2 separate regions of the Mus musculus genome follow, and region 2 is linked to region 1. A link is a contact called in public promoter capture Hi-C data. All regions are on one chromosome and are shown on one strand. The core of a region is the stretch at or near the end of the contact, and the rest is flanking DNA. Distances in the headings are between cores, read along the strand shown.

Region 1 (5,484 bases), core at 1,444-3,943:
GTACAGAACCATGTGTATAAATAATTTAGCGTTATGTTCATAGTGATACTTTGCAATCATTCTATGGAGTATTTTGATAGTTTTATATTGATTTCTTAATACAGTGGCTAAATTTTAATAAAAAATTTAAGTTTCATAAATCATACAGACAAGGAAATATACAGCCCAGACCACAGGAGTTCTGGTTCAATTGTTATCTAAACATGAGTGAGAGTCTTATAAAATTTTCCCTTCTGACAGGAACAAAACAGCAGACAAGACTTACCAAAAGAAAATACCCACTCTTTTTCAGAAGTGTTTTCCTAAGACCTGAGAGAGGCCACATGCACATAGATCTGTAGGAAGGGTGCTGCATCAGGGAGGGGGTGGTGTGAACTGTAGGGGCGTGTCTTGAGTCTTCCCTAAGAAATATGGGAGTCAAGGGCTAGAAAGGTGTTTGTAAAGCAGTTTATAAAGCATTTGCTCTGCAAACATGAGGACCTGAGTTCAATACCTGGAGTCCGTGTTTTAAAAAAACAAAAACAAAACCCCGAGAGAGGGCTCGAGAGATGGCTCAGTGGTTAAGAGCACCTGGCCATTCTTCCAGAGGTCCTGAGTTCAATTCCCAGCAACCACATGGTGGCTCACAACCATCTGTAATGAGATCTGATGCCCTATTCTGGTGTGTCTGAAGACAGTGACAGTATAGTTGCATACATAAAATAAATCTTTTTTAAAAAAGCTGAGGAACACACACATACATAAACACACATGCACACTCACAAATATACACATTCATGCACAAACACACATGTACACACACATGTATACACACACACACACATGCACACATTCTTGTATAAACATGAGGAGAAATACTGAAGTCAGAAGGCTTTCTCCTTTGACACTGTCTTTTAATCATGCTGTGTTATCAAATCTCAAAAATACATCCTGGATCTTCTCTTCCATCATCTCTCCTTGGACCACACAGTAGCCTCCTAGTCAGGCCCCAGACACTCCTTGTTTGTCCACAGCCCTGGTCTTTGGGAATGCTATCCAATAAAGTGAGGCTTTACTTACACACAAGCACTGATACAGTCTACAGCTCAACAAAGGCAGACTTCTATCATGCTGCACAAGAGAGTTAACAACTTAAAATGAATGAATTGTCTCTAGAATTTTCATTCGATGCTTCTTGAACATGGATGACCAAGGCTGCAGAGTGAAGCCACAGTTGAGGCAGGGGGACGGCTGTATCTTCAGATGGGTTCTAGGGCAAGGAATCACATTCAGATGAGGTCACAGAGTGGCATTCCATGGTGAGTGTGGCACCCTCATAGGGAGAGGCGCGGAGCTTCCTGCCTTCTCTCTGTAAATGCACAGCATGGAGATATCTGAGCACATCTGGGAGGAGGGAGCTCTTCCAAGGAACCCACTCAGCTGACGCCTTGATCTTAAGCTTTTAAGATTCCACAACCACGGAGGCTAAGTTGCCTTTGCTTAGTATACCGAGAGTCTGGGATTTTATTATAACGTTTTGGGCTAAGATGATTACATTTAAGTTTGAGACAATCAGGAGAATCTGAACAGATGCACATTGAACAAGTGTGTGACCTGGGTACTGGGGTTTCAGACATGCCAGTTGGTACAGTGTGACGGATCAAACTGAGGGCCGTGTGCATATTAGATAGGCACTCTATTGACTGAGCTACAACCCCGGTTCCTAGATGGCCTTTAAATTTTCTTTGTAGAGTTACTGTTGTGTGCCTGTGGTGTGTGTGTGTGTGTGTGTGTGTGTGTGTGTGTGTGTGTGTGTAACTGCATGTGTATCACATGTGCACAGTACACACAAGGGCCAGAAATGATATCCAATCCCCTGGAATAGGAATTATAGATAGTTGTGAGCCACCATGTGGGTGCTGGGGTTTGAATCCAGGTCCTCTGGACTAGCAACCAGTGCTCTCAACCATGGAGCCCCACTGACTGGTCTCTTCAACATATAAATCAGATGGCTTTCCTAGTCACTTCCCACTCAGGATAAAATCCTAAGTCTTTATCAAACGAATCAGAAGCTCCCTCGATTTTTGGCTGGTGTTTCTCTGGTCCCTTCAGAAACCAACCCCATCCTTATTTACAACTATCTACTTACATAGTGTCTTACCTGTCCTTCAACATGTCAAGCACATGCCAAGCTCCTGTCTCTCCTTTTGCCTGGCGCTGGCTTCTCATTGGCTGCTCAGATTGCCCTTGTACTGCGTCCAGGACTTTGCCTCACTTCATCCCCACAGACATACACCTGATACCTTTGTTCGTCTCTCTACCACATGAGAGCACCACTGGCATGTGAACTTTGGAGATTTTCCCCATAGTTTTATAACTCTATCAGCTCAGCTCAGTACCTATAGCAGGAGCTCATAGCTCTCCCCCTCCTCTTCCATCCCTCAGTACACATAACAGGACACAAGGCTGGACCTCGGCCAAGGGCTCTGGATGGTCTTCACCTTGTCTGATTCCCATATTCCCCTTGAGCACATCAGACATTGAGCCTTAGATTCCTCCCCTCGCCGCCCCCACCCCCAGCCTTTTTTCAGGTTTAAAAAAAAAAAAATCTGTTTTCAAAGCTTTTCTATCTGAGATTTCTCATTCCATCCAGATACTCTCCAACACCCAACATCTGCTTTGTGAATTTAGTTTGCGCTCTGCTGTCTTCTTTGGGGGAGTTTTGTGTGGGCTTTGAATCAATTGTTTTGCTCAGCCTCAGAGAGATGTGCCTGGGCTCTTTGCCATTTCTCGGCTCCACAGACAAATGTCCCAGCCATGCTGGGCTGTGACAATATCCCTGTCTGTCAAGCCTTTGGTAACAGGCAACAGAAATGACTTGAGCCATGTGACCTTTGCCCTGTAGGGACTAGGCTGGTTTGTAAAGTATGTTATGGGCAGACCCTTTTATTTACACACAAAGGAGAATAGTAGTTTATACCTATGTCTGAATTTGAGTTTATAAGGTACCAAACACAGTCCAGAGGAATATTTCAACTAGCTGATCTCCTTTGGTGACCAAGACAGAGCATACCTCCTCCCCAGGAAGAAAACTAGGCAGAGTTCATAGGGTCCTGTAACAAAAGGTTCTATAGTGAAGCCAGCTCTATGTGCACAGGAAATTCCACAGGACTTCATCCTTCGTCTTGGATGGGCGCTTCCCATTTTGAGGGGAAGTCCTGCTGACAGACCACCTCCTCATATCCTTGAGCAGGAAAGACTCCTCCCTCTCAAGTAGCAAACTAACCCTGCTTCTGTGGTACCACTCCAGGGTCTTGGGATGCTGATTAGTTGCTATGTAACGTTGCCAGGTGAGCACAGAAGGAGTTTGTGGAACATATTGGCATCCTGGCTGGAGCCTCAGAGTTTGATTTCTGCTGAGGGAAGGTTTCAGGAATGGAGCTTCAGGGAAGCCTCCAAAGTTGATTGACACTCCAAAGTGTTTCCCCTTCTCTCCCCATTAAGTCTCTATCTGTATTCTAAAAGTAACTCTTCAGTATCAGGATGGAAAAACTGACCCTTTAGCTAGCACACTTCCTTACAGTCTAAGGGAGGGACTGATGCCTTCTGAAGACCTCGCACTGTAGAGATGGATATAAATGCAGCCTGAGAACATAGCTTCCCTGTAAATCTGTTTCCTTCCGTCCTTTTCTCCGGTTGCTTTGAAACTTGGACGCTCACTGTTACAGAGCTGGAGAAGGAGAGATGTAGTGGGTTGGTCTGCTGCTGCTGCTGCTGCTGCTTGTATTCTAGTACTAAATACTGGATCCTCAAGATGTGGCTGCCCTTGGATGAGCAAATCCTAATGTACTCAAAGCGATACCATGTGAACTTCTTCCCAATTTAACTGGTCGATAAAAGGCTAGAGCCTGTGATTGGGCAGTAGAGGGAAAAGGTGAGGTGTTGCAGGTAAATAGAGACAGAGGAGGAGAGGAAGACAGAGGAGGAAGAAGCTGCCATGGACCAGGACCACATGGCCAGAATAAACAGCAAGTAACAATAGCTGGGAAATAAGTTAGTATAGCCCTAGATGTGCCCAATGTAGGTTACGGCTTGTAAATAAAATACCTGGATTGTGTGTCTTTTAGATGGGCTTGTTAGGATCACAAATTCCTACTACAGAGGGAAATCATAGCACCCCATAGCCTGGATTCTCTGGAGCTGGAGTTACAGGCAGATGGCTGCCACCTGGCATGAGTACTGGGCATCAAACGCAGGTCCTCTGTAAGAGCAGCCAGCACTGTCAATGGCTTGACCATCTTAAAATAAGCTTTTTTTATATAAAGTAAATAAATGACAAATTGTAGCCAAGCAGCTAGCAGGTATGATGTGCTTCAAACACCAAAGCTGACAGTGGCATTGGGTGAAATTCTTGGGGTATCCTAGAGGTAGAGGCCCAGCTGAAGTCCAAGGATGGAGTGATGCTTGCCAGGACTGGATGGGTCAGTATGAGCTCTTCACCGTTGGGAATCCAGACACAGATCTATGGTGTGACATAGTTTGCTCACTGAAATGGCCAACCTGGTGACTCACATATTCCCCACTGAGATGTTGATAGTTGTCCCTCTCCGCATGCAACAACAGTTAGAGGTAATTTGAAAAATATTACACAATCTAATTTGGCATTAAGATTATATACTTTCCCCCAAGAACCTTCCTTCTAAGAAAGAACAAATTACACAGCTCCCTTTCCAATGCGGTAAGTTGAAAATGTCAGCATGCAGATTGAACCCTGTGGTATCATTGTCAGATCTTCAAGGTGCAGATGGGACGGTTTCTACTGTCAAAACAGCCCATGGTGGCTCTCCTTAAAAGGAAAAATGAACATAGGAGCCTGATAGCAGGCCAGATATACAGAGATGGACAATCCAGGATCTGCTTTGAGTCTACCCCTAGCCCACCCTTCCGACATCAGATTCTCCGTCTGACTGATAGTCTTGAAGTCTGATAATATACTCTAAAAGTTAGGTCTGGTTCTTCTCCCAGCCCCATGCTCCCAGAAATAAAAATCATAATCAAAATATATTTATAAATACCTTGGCCATATAGCCGGGCTCTTCTTTGACTTGATCATGACTTAAATTGACCCACTTATTCTGATCTACATTCTGCCATGTGGCTGGTTACCCATGCTTAGATACCTTGTATCTGTTTACTCACATCTTCCTGGGCAAATCTCCTGTGCCTCACTTTATCCCAGAATTCTTTCTGGCTTCCAAATGTCCTGCCTTCTATTCTACCCTTTCCTGTAGGCCCTGTGACCTCTCCCACTGTAATTCTCTAACTTATTTCTGGGAAAAGAAGTAGACGGAACCTAATTTTTCCTGATCTGGAGTTTATTGTTTATAACCTAGGAGGGCTACAACCTTATTTTTTCATATAGTAATTTGCCACCACAAAGGTTCATTCATTCTTTTACTCTAGGTCCCTTCTTGATATGCACATGTGTCCACCTACATTCTGCGA
Region 2 (5,484 bases), core at 1,836-4,335, 410 kb before region 1:
TCTGTAAAATGGCAAGCCCGCCTAGTGTTGAGATCACACGCTCAGCATGAACAGTTAATGCTATTTAATCATCGGTAGAAGTTTGGCTTCCAATTGATTTATAGCTTTGCAGATGAAACACATATTCTTGGAGGAAAGCACACTTCTGACCATCGAGAATGACAGGGCTAGTGGATCCAATAGGAAGGGGTTGCCTCTGGCACCAGGCTGCAGCTGAAGTCCTGGCAGGCAGCCATGAATAGTCGAAGGCCTTCCCAAGGACTGGCTCCCCCACCCTCAGCTCTGCTAATTGCCTGTGGAAGAGTGGGCACACACATTCCAGCAGCCCCATGAAGAGAGTTGGAGGGGGAGTCATTCTTACCTCTTATTTTAACCACTCGTTGGGTCTGCACAGTTTGAACAGAGAAAATGTTTGCCAGGTAACTACGTATGATGAAGAAATCCTAGGCAGCAGCTCGACTCTTTGATCTTAAGGACATAGAGAAGCCTTGTGCGGTGATATACCTTAAAAGAGTTGCCTGCTGTTTACGATTCAGGGGGACGATGATTTAGGAAAAAAAAAAAGTAAAGTCATTTTTAAAATAAAAAATAGAAGCCATTCACTTCTAGGAGATGAACTTAAGGATTGTCCTAAAAATAGGCTTGAGCTGGCCAGTGGTGGAGGCATCCTTTTAAGCCCAGTACTCAACTTAGTACTTGGAGGCAGAGGCAGAGGCAGGTGGATCTCTGAGTTCCAGGACAACCTGGTCTATAAAGCAAGTTCCAGGACAGCCAAGGCTGCAAAAATCATATATATATATATATATATATATATATATGTGTGTGTGTGTGTGTGTGTGTGTGTGTGTGTGTGTGTATGTATATGTGTGTGACACACACATACACACACACACACACACACACACACTCACTTGGGGATCTAGAGAGATGGCTCAGTGTTTAAGAATCCCGGCTGCTCTTGCAGTGAACTCGGAGTTTGATTCCTAGCACTCACATGGTGGCTCCCAACTGTCTGTAACTCCAGTTCCAGGGGATTGGCCTCTCCTGGTCTCTGCTGTTACTGTACACACACAAGGTATTTACATACATGTTGGCAAAGCACTCACATACACAACATAAATATAAATAAACCTTTAAAAATATACGTGAATCCACACAATTGGATCAGCCACAAAGAAATAAGGGGGAAGCTTGGTGAGATGTGAAGGGTCATTCAGAGAAATGCCTGCCAGAGATGAAACCTCTGTTTCTCCCATCCGTCGGGGAAAAGAGTAAGGCAGCCTGGAGTCCCACCTGCCTCGATACATCAGTTCAGGGATGGGCACAGCAGTCATTTCAACCAGGTTCTTTGTATTGCTAACTCTGTAAAGTTTTTAGAAAACAGAAAATGTGTGTGTGTGTGTGAGTGCATGTGCGCGCGCATGTGTGTGCCCGTGCTCATGCACACACAGAAAGAGATCGAGAGATATAGAGACAGAGACAGACAGAACACCAGAAAGACAAAATTTAAGAAAGGCACACAGGACAAATCTGGAGCTGGTACCCCAAAGATGAGGATACCCAGAAAGACAGAGGCCTTTGGGCTGTTTTTGGCAGAACAACCCTGACTCCTCTGATCTTCCCTTGGAAGTCAGGGAGCTGAAAATGCTTAAAGCTGGGGATGGTTTTGTAGCTCCCTGGTGTGGATTGCCTCCTTAGCCAGATTCTGTGAGTCCTGTCATGTTCTAACTTAAAAGTCACCATGAAGACCCACCTCTGGGGGTTCCCACAAAGGTTTAACTGAAGAGGAAGGTTCATCCTGAATGTGGGTGCTACCATGGATGGACAGAGGCCCCAGACTAAATACAGAGAGAGCAAGTTGAGCACCAGCCTGGCGCCCTCGCCCCCAGTTTCTGACTGCAGATGCCATGTGACCAGCTGCCTCATGCTCTTTGCTGCCAAGCTGTGATAAAAACAAAGATCAAAAGCAACTTGAGGAGAAGTGGGTTGGTTTCATCCTCTAGTTTAAATCCATCATGGAGGGAAGTTAGAGTCGGAATCCGGAGACAGGAACAGACACACAGAAGCAGTGGAAGGAAGCGGCCCACTGACTTGCTCTCCATGGCCTTTGTAGCTTTCCTTTCATATAAAACCCAGGACCACCCGCCCAGGGGCGGTACTACTTCCAGTGGCTCCTCCCACAGCAATCATTGATCCAGAAAATGCCCACAGGCTCCCTACAGGGCAATCTGATGGAGGCATTTAGTCAGCGGAGGTTTCTTCTTCCCAAATGACGCTAGCTCATGTCAACCGGACAAAAACTAACCAATTCATGCCTGTGAGCCCAAAACGGACTCTCTTTCCCTTAAGTTGCTTTTGTTAAGTATTTTGTCATGGCACAAAGAAAATTAACTAACCCAGTCCATTTTTATCCGCAGAAGTGAACCCACTCGTTGGAGTGATGCTGGGTTTCCTCTCTGAATCCCCACAACATCTGCTTGTTTCCAAGGCTCTGCGGAGCAGTGAGGAGGGCTCCGGCTCGGGACACTAGCATGGGTATTATGTATCTTGGTGTGAGTTCGCCTTAGATACCCTGGAAGGCATGAGTGGAGAGCTGTACCTATTAGCTTTTCAATGAAATATCTTCCCTAATGCCAATTCCCTAATGCCCAAAGGCCAGCGGGGAGCCAGGATGGAAATCTTTCAGGGACAGGAATTTGAGGGTCATTTTGGCATCCCAGGCTCACAATCTAGAGTTCACCGGAAACACTTCAGCCTATGTTAGGGGTTCCTGAACTGTCCTTGCCTGAAGGCCGCCTATAGTCAGAAGCTTTAAGAAGGCAGGGCAGATGGCCTTTCCACACCTGTTGTGAGCGTGGACATCCACGCTGGTTCTCGTGCGCGCTCCTCGGGGCTTGCGGGGTGTCCATAACCTCCTTTGAACATCTCCCTCCTATTCGAGCACATAGAGAGGGCGACTGCGAGGCTGGGCGCCCCGCAACCAGGAAGGTGGGACCTACTTTGCGGATTGGGGCTCACAGCTGTCACTCCAGAAGGGTGGGGCTTAAAAAGAGAGAGAGAGGGAGAGAGGAAGAGAGAGAAATTAGGAAGCAACAACCCCAGCCCGCCTGGGCACGCTGCTCTGGGTGCGCTCGGATGCAGCCGCCCCGAGCTCGCGCCTACTCGTCCGCGCGCCGCTCGCCCTCCGCCCCGAGCGCTGCTCGTCTCCGGAGCCGGCCGTGCGCCGGGCGCGCGTGGGGAGCCGGGGCGGGCTGGGGTGGAGCCGCAGCGCCCCGCAAACTTTGGGCGGCGGAGCGCGCGCGCCGAAGCCCCGTGGCGCGGGATGGGGGCGGCGAGGCTATGTGCCCCGGGTCCCCACGCGTGCCTGGCTACCAGCCCGGGGACCCCCGCGCCGCCTCTGCCCGCGCCCCGGGCCCCGCAACCTCGCAGCCCCGCAGCCGCCCGCGCGCGCTAGCCCACCGCAGCCTCCCAGCCGGAGTCCTCAGAGCGCTCTCCATGCTTGGGGACGCAACACCGGAGACCCCCCTTGTGGAGTGAAATTCAATTCACGAGCCAGTCCTCAGCGCAGTCGAAAGACTGAGGTGAGCCTCGGCCTGCGCTGCGGGACCCCGGAGCCTGAGCGGCCTGGCTATGGACCTGTGGGGACCCGGCACAGGGCGGCCCTGCTGCTCGGGTCCCTAGCCAGATGCGTCTTGGTCATCCAGCTCAGCTTCTCTTCTCCGGGGATCTGGCGACATCCCTTCTTCAGCCAGAGGACACCACGGAGGAGCAGAGGACCCGCGCTCCAAGTCTCCAGGATGTGCCCATCTGAGATGGGGACTCTGTGGTACCTCTGGTCTCCCGTGCTCATCAGCCTAGCTGCCCTTTTCTCCAAAGGTGAGGACGCTGGGGCTACCTGGGCCCGGGGGACTTAACTTTGCTGAGAGTAGATGTGGATGTGGGTGGCCCAGAGAGGGCCGGTGGGTGTGTGTGTGTGTGTGTGTGTGTGTGTGTGTGTGTGTGTGTGTACACAGCAGGTTTGTGGAGCCAAGGTTCCGGGGCAGACACCTTGGCAGCAGGTGATTTCCCTGGAAGTCTTGGTATGATGCCCTAGGAGAGTGTGCCTAAGCGACAAAGGGAAACGGGGAAGCCTAGTCTGCCCTGGCCCTGGACGCTTCCTAGAATTTGGTGTGGACTTCCCAACTGGCCCTAACCGGTTTAGAAATAATTCTCAACAGCCCTGCTGTGCGAGAATGTCAGCTAGTGTACCACGGGCCGTTAAGAACACAGTTGGCCAGAGACCCTTTCAGCCCAGGGTCTCCTGGGTCGGCCTTCTGCAGCTGCTGTGTGTGTATAGGGGATGGGGGTGGGGGTGGGTGGGGGGATAGGAGAATACTTCCACAGATGCTCTACTGTCTATCTGACCCAAGTCTTCCCAGTGGGGTCCTGACATGGGGCCGTGAGTAGAAGCGGGAAGCCCCGTTTACCTGCTATTACCGTCTCCTTCAAATCCCTGCCTGGTACAAGCAAATTTGAAAGCTTGGGACAGAAATGCCTTGCAGAGCGATCGATATCCACAGGACACGGTAGATGGACTCTACACGTCTTCCTGGCCGAGCAGGAGGTTTCTATTTGTGGGTAGTTTTCTCCCCTACACCCCCTTTCTACAGCAAAAGTCAAGATTCTTTGCGGTCTCCTGTGTGCTGGAAAAAAAAAAAAAAACCCTGTAAACATATTTCTCTGCGAATATTTATCAGGCAACATCTCTCTGAAACTTCCTAGCCAGTTGACAAGCGCAATCTTTTATGATATGTTGATTTTGGTTTCTGGCTTTTCTGGTATCTGGCAATCTAGTTGCATAGAATCTTGTAGAGTTAGGCAGATTGATTGCTGTTTTTTTTTTTTTTTTTTTTTTTTTTTTTTTTTTTTTTTTTTTTTTGCGTGGGAATGGTTGCGGGGGCATGCTAGGTGTTTATGTCACTGTGTTTTCAAGTGCTGTTGAAGGGGGCTCAGGTAAGCTAATGAGGAGTAGCCCCACTTCCGGGAGGGAGCCACAGCTTTGGAGATATAGAATACACTGGAAACCAAAGAGGAGGTTGGTTAAAAAAAAAAAATGCAGACCCTAGGTCGTCAGGGCCACGATGCCACTCCAGCATAGCTGGGAGGCGTGCTGTTGTCCTTGTTGCTTGGTTTGATAAGAATAGACGTCTTTGTTTTTATTCCTTAATAGCAGGGCTTTATTAAGGGCGGCTTTGGACTGACTCTACACTAATAATGGTGTTCCCTCTCACTCCCTCACTGATTCCTTCATTATGAGCAGCTGTGCTGATGGGTGCCACCTTGCCCTGGGTGCTTTTGAACTCGTCCTTAAACAAGGTATGGGGTGGGAGGGGGGAGCATCTCTTTCCCAAATGGCTAGAACCCAGCTTGTCAGTAATGTTAATGTCATGTAAGGTTCTTTGCTCGAACTTTGAAAGAGGACTGGCGGAGCCTGCCTCGGGCAGA

Evidence for each region. Promoter capture Hi-C pulls out the DNA fragments that hold promoters and counts their contacts.
Region 2: a contact with region 1 is called in a promoter capture Hi-C map of hippocampal neurons, with 5 times the contacts expected there. The contact joins the promoter of Tmem132d here to the enhancer-like site in region 1. A contact is called at or near these places in 12 of 39 promoter capture datasets (the HPC-7 cell line, cranial neural crest, embryonic stem cells and 5 more), 1 of 15 datasets of contacts at CTCF or cohesin (embryonic stem cells), 22 of 484 Hi-C or Micro-C datasets (brain, cerebral cortex, embryonic stem cells and 1 more) and 12 of 115 datasets of contacts at active chromatin or transcription factors (astrocytes, embryonic forebrain, embryonic limb bud and 4 more).

The regions. Positions count from the first base shown.
Region 1 is chr5:128,024,575-128,030,058 of GRCm38.p6, reverse strand. The region is part of intron 3 of Tmem132d (transmembrane protein 132D); the gene reads left to right. Among named protein-coding and RNA genes, the nearest start is that of Glt1d1, 400 kb to the right of the region's middle. Within about 2 kb of position 2,693, at least 15 of the 459 cell types and tissues checked have an H3K27ac peak or open chromatin away from gene starts, as enhancers often do. A contact at or near this core is called in hippocampal neurons, where this site is marked.
Region 2 is chr5:128,430,678-128,436,161 of GRCm38.p6, reverse strand. It overlaps Tmem132d (transmembrane protein 132D), which reads left to right and starts at 3,085. Exons shown (of 9, transcript NM_172885.2): 1 at 3,085-3,876. The coding sequence starts at 3,798.